Linked DNA regions of Sus scrofa: regions 1 and 3 are each linked to region 2. Evidence: chromatin contacts called from public Hi-C data. All regions are on one chromosome and are shown on one strand. The core of a region is the stretch at or near the end of the contact, and the rest is flanking DNA. Distances in the headings are between cores, read along the strand shown. Region 1 overlaps LOC102158399. Region 2 overlaps LOC102166310 (a long non-coding RNA gene). Region 3 overlaps LOC102158399.

Evidence for each region. A called contact is a pair of places that touch in the nucleus more often than the background predicts.
Region 1: a Hi-C map of liver shows a contact between it and region 2, with 1.8 times the contacts expected there. The contact joins two enhancer-like sites. A contact is called at or near these places in 3 of 47 Hi-C or Micro-C datasets (epiblast stem cells and liver).
Region 3: a contact with region 2 is called in a Hi-C map of liver, with 2.2 times the contacts expected there. The contact joins two enhancer-like sites. A contact is called at or near these places in 2 of 47 Hi-C or Micro-C datasets (blood and liver).

The regions. Positions count from the first base shown.
Region 1 is chr10:1,658,587-1,661,286 of Sscrofa11.1, reverse strand. LOC102158399 reads right to left here. Exons shown (of 5, transcript XM_021065088.1): 4 at 2,659-2,700; 5 at 1-911. The coding sequence ends at 894. Among named protein-coding and RNA genes, the nearest start is that of RGS18, 120 kb to the right of the region's middle. Within about 2 kb of position 1,271, at least 3 of the 83 cell types and tissues checked have an H3K27ac peak or open chromatin away from gene starts, as enhancers often do. A contact at or near this core is called in liver, where this site is marked.
Region 2 is chr10:1,485,774-1,488,473 of Sscrofa11.1, reverse strand. The region is part of intron 11 of LOC102166310 (a long non-coding RNA gene); the gene reads right to left. Among named protein-coding and RNA genes, the nearest start is that of RGS18, 53 kb to the left of the region's middle. Within about 2 kb of position 1,418, at least 1 of the 83 cell types and tissues checked has an H3K27ac peak or open chromatin away from gene starts, as enhancers often do. A contact at or near this core is called in liver, where this site is marked.
Region 3 is chr10:1,636,793-1,639,492 of Sscrofa11.1, reverse strand. The region is part of intron 3 of LOC102158399; the gene reads right to left. Among named protein-coding and RNA genes, the nearest start is that of RGS18, 98 kb to the right of the region's middle. Within about 2 kb of position 1,267, at least 6 of the 83 cell types and tissues checked have an H3K27ac peak or open chromatin away from gene starts, as enhancers often do. A contact at or near this core is called in liver, where this site is marked.

The DNA.
Region 1 (2,700 bases), core at 22-2,521, 170 kb before region 2:
TTCTAATATCATACAAAATAGCTTCAGTGCCTCCACAGTCTTGGTCCCTCACCCCAAGTCCTGGTGGCCACCCATCACTTACCGTCTCCAATGTTCTGCCTTTGCCAGCAGGACGTGTCAGCATTATAGAGTGTGAAGCCTTTTTCGACTGGCTTCTTTCACTCATACTATGCATTTAAAGTTCCTCCATGGCTTTTTGTTGCTTTGTAGCTCATTTCTCCTTATCACTGAATAATGTCCCATTGTATAGCTGTATTATAATTTGCTAATCCATTCATATGCTATGGGACTATTCTGGCTGTTTCCAAGTTTGGGCAGCTATGAGTAAAGCTGCTCTTCATATCTGTGTGCAGACTTGTGGGTGGTCATAAGTGTTCAACTCACTTGAGTAAATATTAGGGAGTGAGATTCCTGCAACATATGAAAATAGCCAAACTATCCCCAGGTAGCTTTGCCAGGATCATCTCATTAGAGTCGCCTTGATTTAAAAGTGTCCAGGATAATTTTATTCCCCATCCATTTCATGTTTTCTTCGATGCTCATTTTAGGATCTTGCATTGCACATTCATCTGTGTATCCGTTGTCCATTTCACTAAGAAGGGATTTATGAAGAAAGACTGTTGTGTTCACTGCTCTAGCTCCACGTCATAGATTTGTGCCAGTCAGCCAGAGAGCAGGCCCTCCCTAAAATACTGGTAGAGGGAGTGATTAAAAGACCTGCAGGGAATCATTCTGAAATATTTTGAAAACTTCTATACATACACACAAGTTAAAAAGTACGACAAATCCCCATTTACCCACGACCAGGCTTGAAGAATTGTCCACATTTTGAAGAGAGTCATTAAATACAGGACATCTATTATTTTCATGACAGTTCATTTTATCAACTTCTTTTAATGTGAGCAAATGGTCTGTAGAAAAGACAAAAAAAAAAAAAATCATGTGGCAAAAAGGCATCCACTGCATCAATATAACAAACCCTATATAAACAGAATAACCTGAGTCATTATAAAGCCCCACATGGAAGGATATTAAAGCATTCTCACATTCTCCCGTGTCAACAACAAATAAAACAGCAGATTAGACACACAGTTCCAAAAAGTTCTCATGACTTGCTCTTCTTCATTTTACACATTTATTTATTCGACTTCCTTTAGGGCAGTGCTTTTATCTTCACCCTTTTCAATTTCTCATATCTCTGTGGTGTTCTGTTCAAAGGCTTCCTGCAACCTGAATCTTTGGCACTATTTCTGCCTAAACAGTTTGACCTTCGGTCCCAGCTTTTTTAGTTTATCTTATCAGCTAAGCTTGTGCCTCACTGAAACCCTTTCATAATTGGTCTAGAGACAATTTTCTACACTCGTGCCATCTCATGATTTAAAACATTACTGCAGCTTTAAAATATAATGCACAGAAAGAATATATAAATGGCACTCTTTCTACTTGTGTGGTCACGGAACTGTTTCAAGAATGAACTTAACCTTATTACCATGCCTTGCATTTGCTTACAAAATTACGTTGAAATCATGACTACAGACTTTAGTCAGACATCCCTACCCGTTCTTTCGGAATGATGTTTAACTCAGAGATCCTAATAATAACATGCTTTTGTCAACAAGCATTTACTGATTTTGTGTTTGTGCCAAGCATTCTTCTAAACAACAGACAGAGTAGCACAAGGTATGTGAGGTCCTTGCCTCATATCATCTTATATTCTAGTGGACTACTGTGAAGTTTCACCAAAGTTAAGTAATTAGTCTCAACAGCCTGCCCTCTTACCTAAAACACGAGCCATATAGTTCTTAAGATATTTTGTTTGGCCATTCAAGTGGGTGTGAATGAAAGAAACGGCAAGCTCATTCCTCTTTATCAAATTGCTACCATTTAGTGCAGGCTATAAAGGATTAATTTTAGGAAATCCACACCAAACTATTTGCTTTCATCTAAAACCCATTCAATTCGACTGGGGTTTAAGAACTTAAGTCTGCGTTAAAAAAAAAAAAAAAAAATTAAGTCATTGCAATAAGGCAAGCAAAAGAAACAAAAGCTATACAGGCTAGAAAGGAAAACTGAATGTTTCTATTTGCATATAAGATTGTGCTGATAGGAGTTCCCATTGTGGCTCAGCAGGTTACAAACCTGACTGGTATCCATGAGGATGCAGGTTTCATTCCTGGCTTTGCTCAGTGGGTTAAGGATCCAGCGTTACGGTGAGCTGTGGTGTCGGTCACAGACACAGCTTATTGCTGTGGCTGTGGTGTAGGCTGGCAGATACAGCTCTGATTCAACCCCTAGCCTAGGACATCCATATGCCACAGGTGTGGCCCTAGAAAGCAGGAAAAAAAAAAGATTGTGCTGATAAAGAGTCTTAAGGACCCCATAAAAAGTTATTAGAACTAATATGCAAATTTAAAGAGGTCAACAATTATAAAGTATACAAAAATCATGTCTATGTATTAATCAAAAACTGTTGACAATTAAAACGTAAAATGCCAAAAACATGAAATAATTACAAGTAGGTTTAACCAACTATATAGAGGCAAGACCCTAAAAAGCAGGAAAAAAAAAAAGAGTAGCCAAAACAACTCTTAAAAGAGCAGATTTTGAAAACTTTTACCACGTGATTCTAAAAGGACAGTAATCAAGCCAATACACTACCAGTGTAAAAAGAGGCATATGTATCACTGGCACAAAAGACAG
Region 2 (2,700 bases), core at 169-2,668:
GCTTCTAGACATAATACAGGAGAATATTTTCATGGGCTATTCCTTAGGATAAGGAAATATATTTAAGCATGACAGAAGCAGGATTAAAATCAAAGTAAATATTGATATATTGGTGAACATTAAAATTAAGATTCTGTTCATCATAAGAACCTATAAGAGCGTGAAAACAAAACAAAACAAAACAAAATATAGGGAAGAGCCTTTTGATACATAAAGGCTAACACTCTAACATCCAGAATATACCTTTTCCTTTTTTAAAGGAAAAGAATTCTATAAATCAGTACCACTAAAAATAAAATACAAAAAAAAAAAAAAATAGTAAGCATCACGAACATACCAACACGGTAGATGGTACCCAAATGACCAGGAGACATATTTTAAAAGTTCAGTCATTTGTCATCAGTAAAAGGGACATTCACATACAACGGCACATGCACCTACAATCTCAGATGCATGGATGCGTAGCTATGTGTGTGCGCGCATGCGTACCACCTAGGCATGCAGGCAGCCACCTGAAATACAGCTAAAAATAAAGGCGCAATAATGTAGGTAAAGAGCAATGGAAACTTTCACGTAAGTCCTGGTAAAAGTATACACGTGTAGCCTTTTAACAGACACTGAAATGAGAGGTGCCAAATGGACAAAGAAGCCCCATTTCAGAGAGAAATTTCCATCGATGAGCATGAGAAGTCGATCCGGCTTGTGAAATGCTGCTTAGTGCCGCATTCATTTCAGACAGGCCAGACCCCCAAGGAATGGGAGTAAAGCTCCCTGGAGGGTGTTTTATTTCCGATCGGCGGAGCATATAATGACCAGCAGCCACGGTCCGCAGAGCATCTGAGGACCACCAGCCGTGTTCCTACCACGATGCCAAAGGGTCTGATACAGGAAGAGCTGGCCCTGGTTTCTGTCTCGCAGATATTTCCTATTCTTTGATTGCAGTGTATTTGAATGTCTTCCTTCTTCTTTCCAGTTTATTTTCTTTCATTTAATTAGGTAATGAATTTTTGGATGGGAAAGGAATTTATTGGTGGAAATGAGGGGACAGCGCCCAGGCTCTCCTGTGTGTAGGGTGGGCCATTTGTCCAAACGGCCACCATTGGGGATGTATTTGATCCCACAACCATCCCAGAGGAGGCATTTTTCTGCTGCTATGTTTTGAAATCCATCTGCCTTAGACGTAGTAAACCCCCACCTCTTGGAAAGGTGGATTTTCTGACGGTCTGGGAGCTTGAACTTGGCCTGGGTAGGACCTGAATCACCTGCTCCTTATTCTGCACTTGGGGCGGATGGACATGATGACTTGGCCACTGTGCCCTGGGGCTTTCCAAGAGCACCACGCCTATCTGTCTGGAGCCTGGACTGGGGGCAGCACGCCAGACACGAATGTCCACTGGAAAGGGCTGCTCCAAGGTTCCCTAGAGCAATGCGTACAGGCAACAGGCTGCACACGTCACTGAGGACACTGCTGTTTGGGACCAAAGTACACTGACCCCTGCGGGGAGACGAGCATGGTCAGCTTGATTGGCTGCCAACGTTTAGAACTTTAAATCTTTGTGTGCACCATATACTCTTTAGAAAAAGTCATCAGATTGTCTTAATTTGTTAATAACTCAAAACTTAATAATGTAGAACATAAATTGTGTAAATACTTTTCAAAAAGGTGCATTTGATTATGTTTAATAATCCCCAGAACCTCATGAAAACAGTAATTGGACATTTCTAATTTCCTCCAGTAGTGAAAGCTACAAACTCTTCAAGTATCACCCATATTACTTTTCCTAATTATTAAGAAATTGATTAGATTTTTTTTGAGAAAAGCTCTGACCCCTTCAAAATGATGGCTTTGCACCCTAGTAATTCTATGAGAAAAGTATAGTTAGCTAGTTATAGTTCATTCTAGATTATTTCTTTTTAGCTTGAGAATTTGACAGTGCTAACAGAAGATGTTTCTTTTCACAGGTTAAAATAATTATTCCTTTGGGAACATTCTGTTAACTTCATTTATAGATATCTAGATGCCATCTAAGCAAAAGGGAAAAAATGTGATACATAAAAAACTCAAGTGGAAAAACAAGTACGTAGATGACTCTGCATCAAGTGGAAATAGACTGAAAAATCAAACGCCATCCCATAACTGTATTGACCGTCCCACTTTGTAGGCTGTGTGTGGAACTCAACTCGGTTGTCAGATGAAGGTGAACAGAATATGAGGTAAAGAAATACTGGAGTCTTTGCCTGGTACTCAAGGGACTGAAGCAAAGCAGAGAAAAATGTTCACAGTGTCAAACACTGCAAATACAGTGAGTAGCACTGAATACATAGAATAGAGTCAGGGTGTGTTTGGAGAATGCGAACAGCAGTGCTAGGGCATAAAACATGTGGCATGAAAACAAGGCTAAACTGCTTGTAGGATCTTTTCCACTGGTTCCCAAAACTCTTCTAACCACCTGGGGTGAATAAAAATTTATGTTCTCTCATTCAGATATCCTTACATATTTTTTCTTTTTATTACGGTATACTCGTTTTTAATCTAATTTAGAGTTATATAAATCATCTCTTGTGGTGTAATTTTTTCTTCTCAAGAAAATTTCTCAGGTATAGCTATTAATTTCTCCCTAGTGGAAAGTTATATGTCAGTTCTCTGGTAGACTGAGTGCTCCTTTTTCAATTTCAAAAACAGTGATCATATTTACAGAT
Region 3 (2,700 bases), core at 18-2,517, 150 kb before region 2:
AGAACCATGGAGTGTAGTTTCCCTGTAAGCAGAGTACAGGATCTACAAGAGCTACAGGGAGCTACAAGATAATGTTTAAAATAGGACTGTCAGGATATTCATCTGGAGTGGAAGCCTCAGCCAGAGAGTAGAAGGTCCCACAGCGGAGAGTTAGGTGTTTAGATTTTATCATGAAAGCAAGGAGGGACCATGGGAGGATTTTAATCAAGGGAGAGATCTAATCAGACGTTTCCCATTTAAAACACGACTCTGAAGCCTGGGAAGATTATACTGGAGGGAGATGTGTACAGAAGCAAGGAGATCACATCTGCTGCAGTAAAATCAAGGTGAGATTTTGACTAAAACATGGAAATTGAAGCAGAGACAGAGATGAAGGAAAGGAATCCAGACACGTCGAGAAGAATGAGCAGGTCTGGAGTATGAGGAATGAGGGAGAGGACGAATCCCTGGTGATTCCCACACAGCTGCTTTAGGACACAGGTTAGAGTTAGGGGCTGCAAGAAGGACAAGGCCAAGCTTCTCGAGGTCAGTAAGTAACTGGCTACATCAGCCAAAGAACCTAATTGAAGGCACTGAACTGATATCAGAACCACACTATTTTAACATGTCGTCACCTGTTAGGCTTTTAATACTTTCCCCAAATCTAAAAGCAGTGTATTCAGATTTTAAAGTTCTTGGCAAATACAGGGCTTATATTCGACTGGCCCTTGTTCACTTCTAAGGAGAGTTTCGACTGCAAGTACATCCCTTCCTGTAGTAAAGAGCAGAAAATCAGGAGCAAGTGGTCAGGGGAAGGAGGCCCTTATTAAATTTTGCCTTTTGTGGACAGCAAGACCTATATCAAAAACCCATGCATATATGCATGGAGTTACTTGAAAGAAAGAAATACCTAGATATTTCTAAAGCATTTCACCTAAAAATGAAATGAAAGCAAGAATACCAGTAAAAGTTGATTTAAACATGAAATGGGGTCAAAACATACATGGGAAGAAAAAGCTGCATATGAAGAAGGTTAACAGTATACATCATAAAATATAAATGGAATCTAATGAATCTCCAAATGACTAGACCTAGGAGTCTTTTTCTCTGGGAAGTCTAACAGTTACCATATAAATGTTATAATAACATCAACATTACTTATTAGACTAAAGATTTTTATGAGACACTGGTAGAGTATATTGAAATGGCAGATTAATGCGAAGCCCCAATTTTCAGTTGCTTAGAACTTTGGCAGAACATTTCATTTCAAATGGAACTTGGCATGAGTTTACTCTGTCAGACTTTAGTCCTTGCCAAGCTTGACAAACATCCAGTTCAGCTGTTTTGGGGCTAATGCGAATGCCAAAGTAAAGACTTTTTTTTTTTTCTTCACACTCAATTCAACAACATTTTTCATTATAAAAAGCAAAAATGAGTAAATGAATGTTTATTGTCAGGCTCCTTAATTAATGTAAAACAATTCTCACACAAAGCAGAACTGCAAAGTGATTCAGTGAGCAAAGTAGTGGACTGGGGACTTCACAGGAGTAATTCCAGTTTTGCAGCGGATTCACTATATAAACTTGGAAAAGTAACTTCACCTCTGTGTCTCAGCTTATTCAACAGTAAAATTAGGAGATTAATACAAATCGGCACGGTCATAATGAAAATGACGGCAAAGCAGTTTTCAAGTTTAAACATATAATAACTCCTCTTTTCAATATGGCTTTATGATAGGGAATTTTATGGAGAAAAATAAATTTGTGCATGCAATGATGACCTATCTAAAGTTGTATAAAAAGCGAGTCTAGCAAAATATAAACTATACCCTGGGATTTAGTTAGGATCTTTGGGAAGCTATGTTTGGTCTTTTGAGTCACTGGATGTCATTTAGCAAATTAATGAGTTGGTTCACCATTTCGAAATTACTGCTTCATTACATAAAACAACACCCAGGTGGCTTGAAAAGGTTGGTGCGCTCTACTTCAAAACCATCTAGTTTTCCATTAAATTAAAGAGAGTTTGTGCAACAGACAAAAGACCCAACTCTCCTGATAGGTCCTTCCTATAGGTATTTTCTCGGCCACACTAAGGATCAGTACGTTCTTGAAAAGGGCACAGTCGGTTGACTGACAGCTTGAACTGCCTTTTAGGACCTCGCAAACAGGAGAGTAAGCCAATGATTTTGACGCCCCAGACATAGTAAAAGATCGTATCCAACAAATTTTCCACTCATTCACATTTGGTTTGCACAAGGCCACACAGTAAGGGAAAAAGGATATTTAATTATGTAACTATCCACAGCCGTCTAGGTATTCACTGCTGTGTAAGCATAAACTCAGAGACTGATGCCACCAAGATGGCAGAGGAGGTGCCCCCAGCCTCCATCACTGGCAAAGATCAACAATGAGCAATCAGATAGGCCACTGAGAACTATATCCAGTTACTTACGATGGAGCATGATAATGGGAGAAAAAAGAATGTATACATGTATGTGTAACTGGGTCACTATGCTGTACAGAGGGAAAAAAATTATGTTGAGGAAATAACAATAAAAGAAAAAAGAAATCAGACAGCTACCTACAAACTAAAACATCCCTGGGAGAACTGGAGTTAACATAAGAAACGTCAGCAATTCTGTGGAACAAAAACCGTGCAGATAAATCCACAAAAAGGGAAGGAAGAACAGCTTCGTTCTGCCTGCATCATCCCACCTCCCAA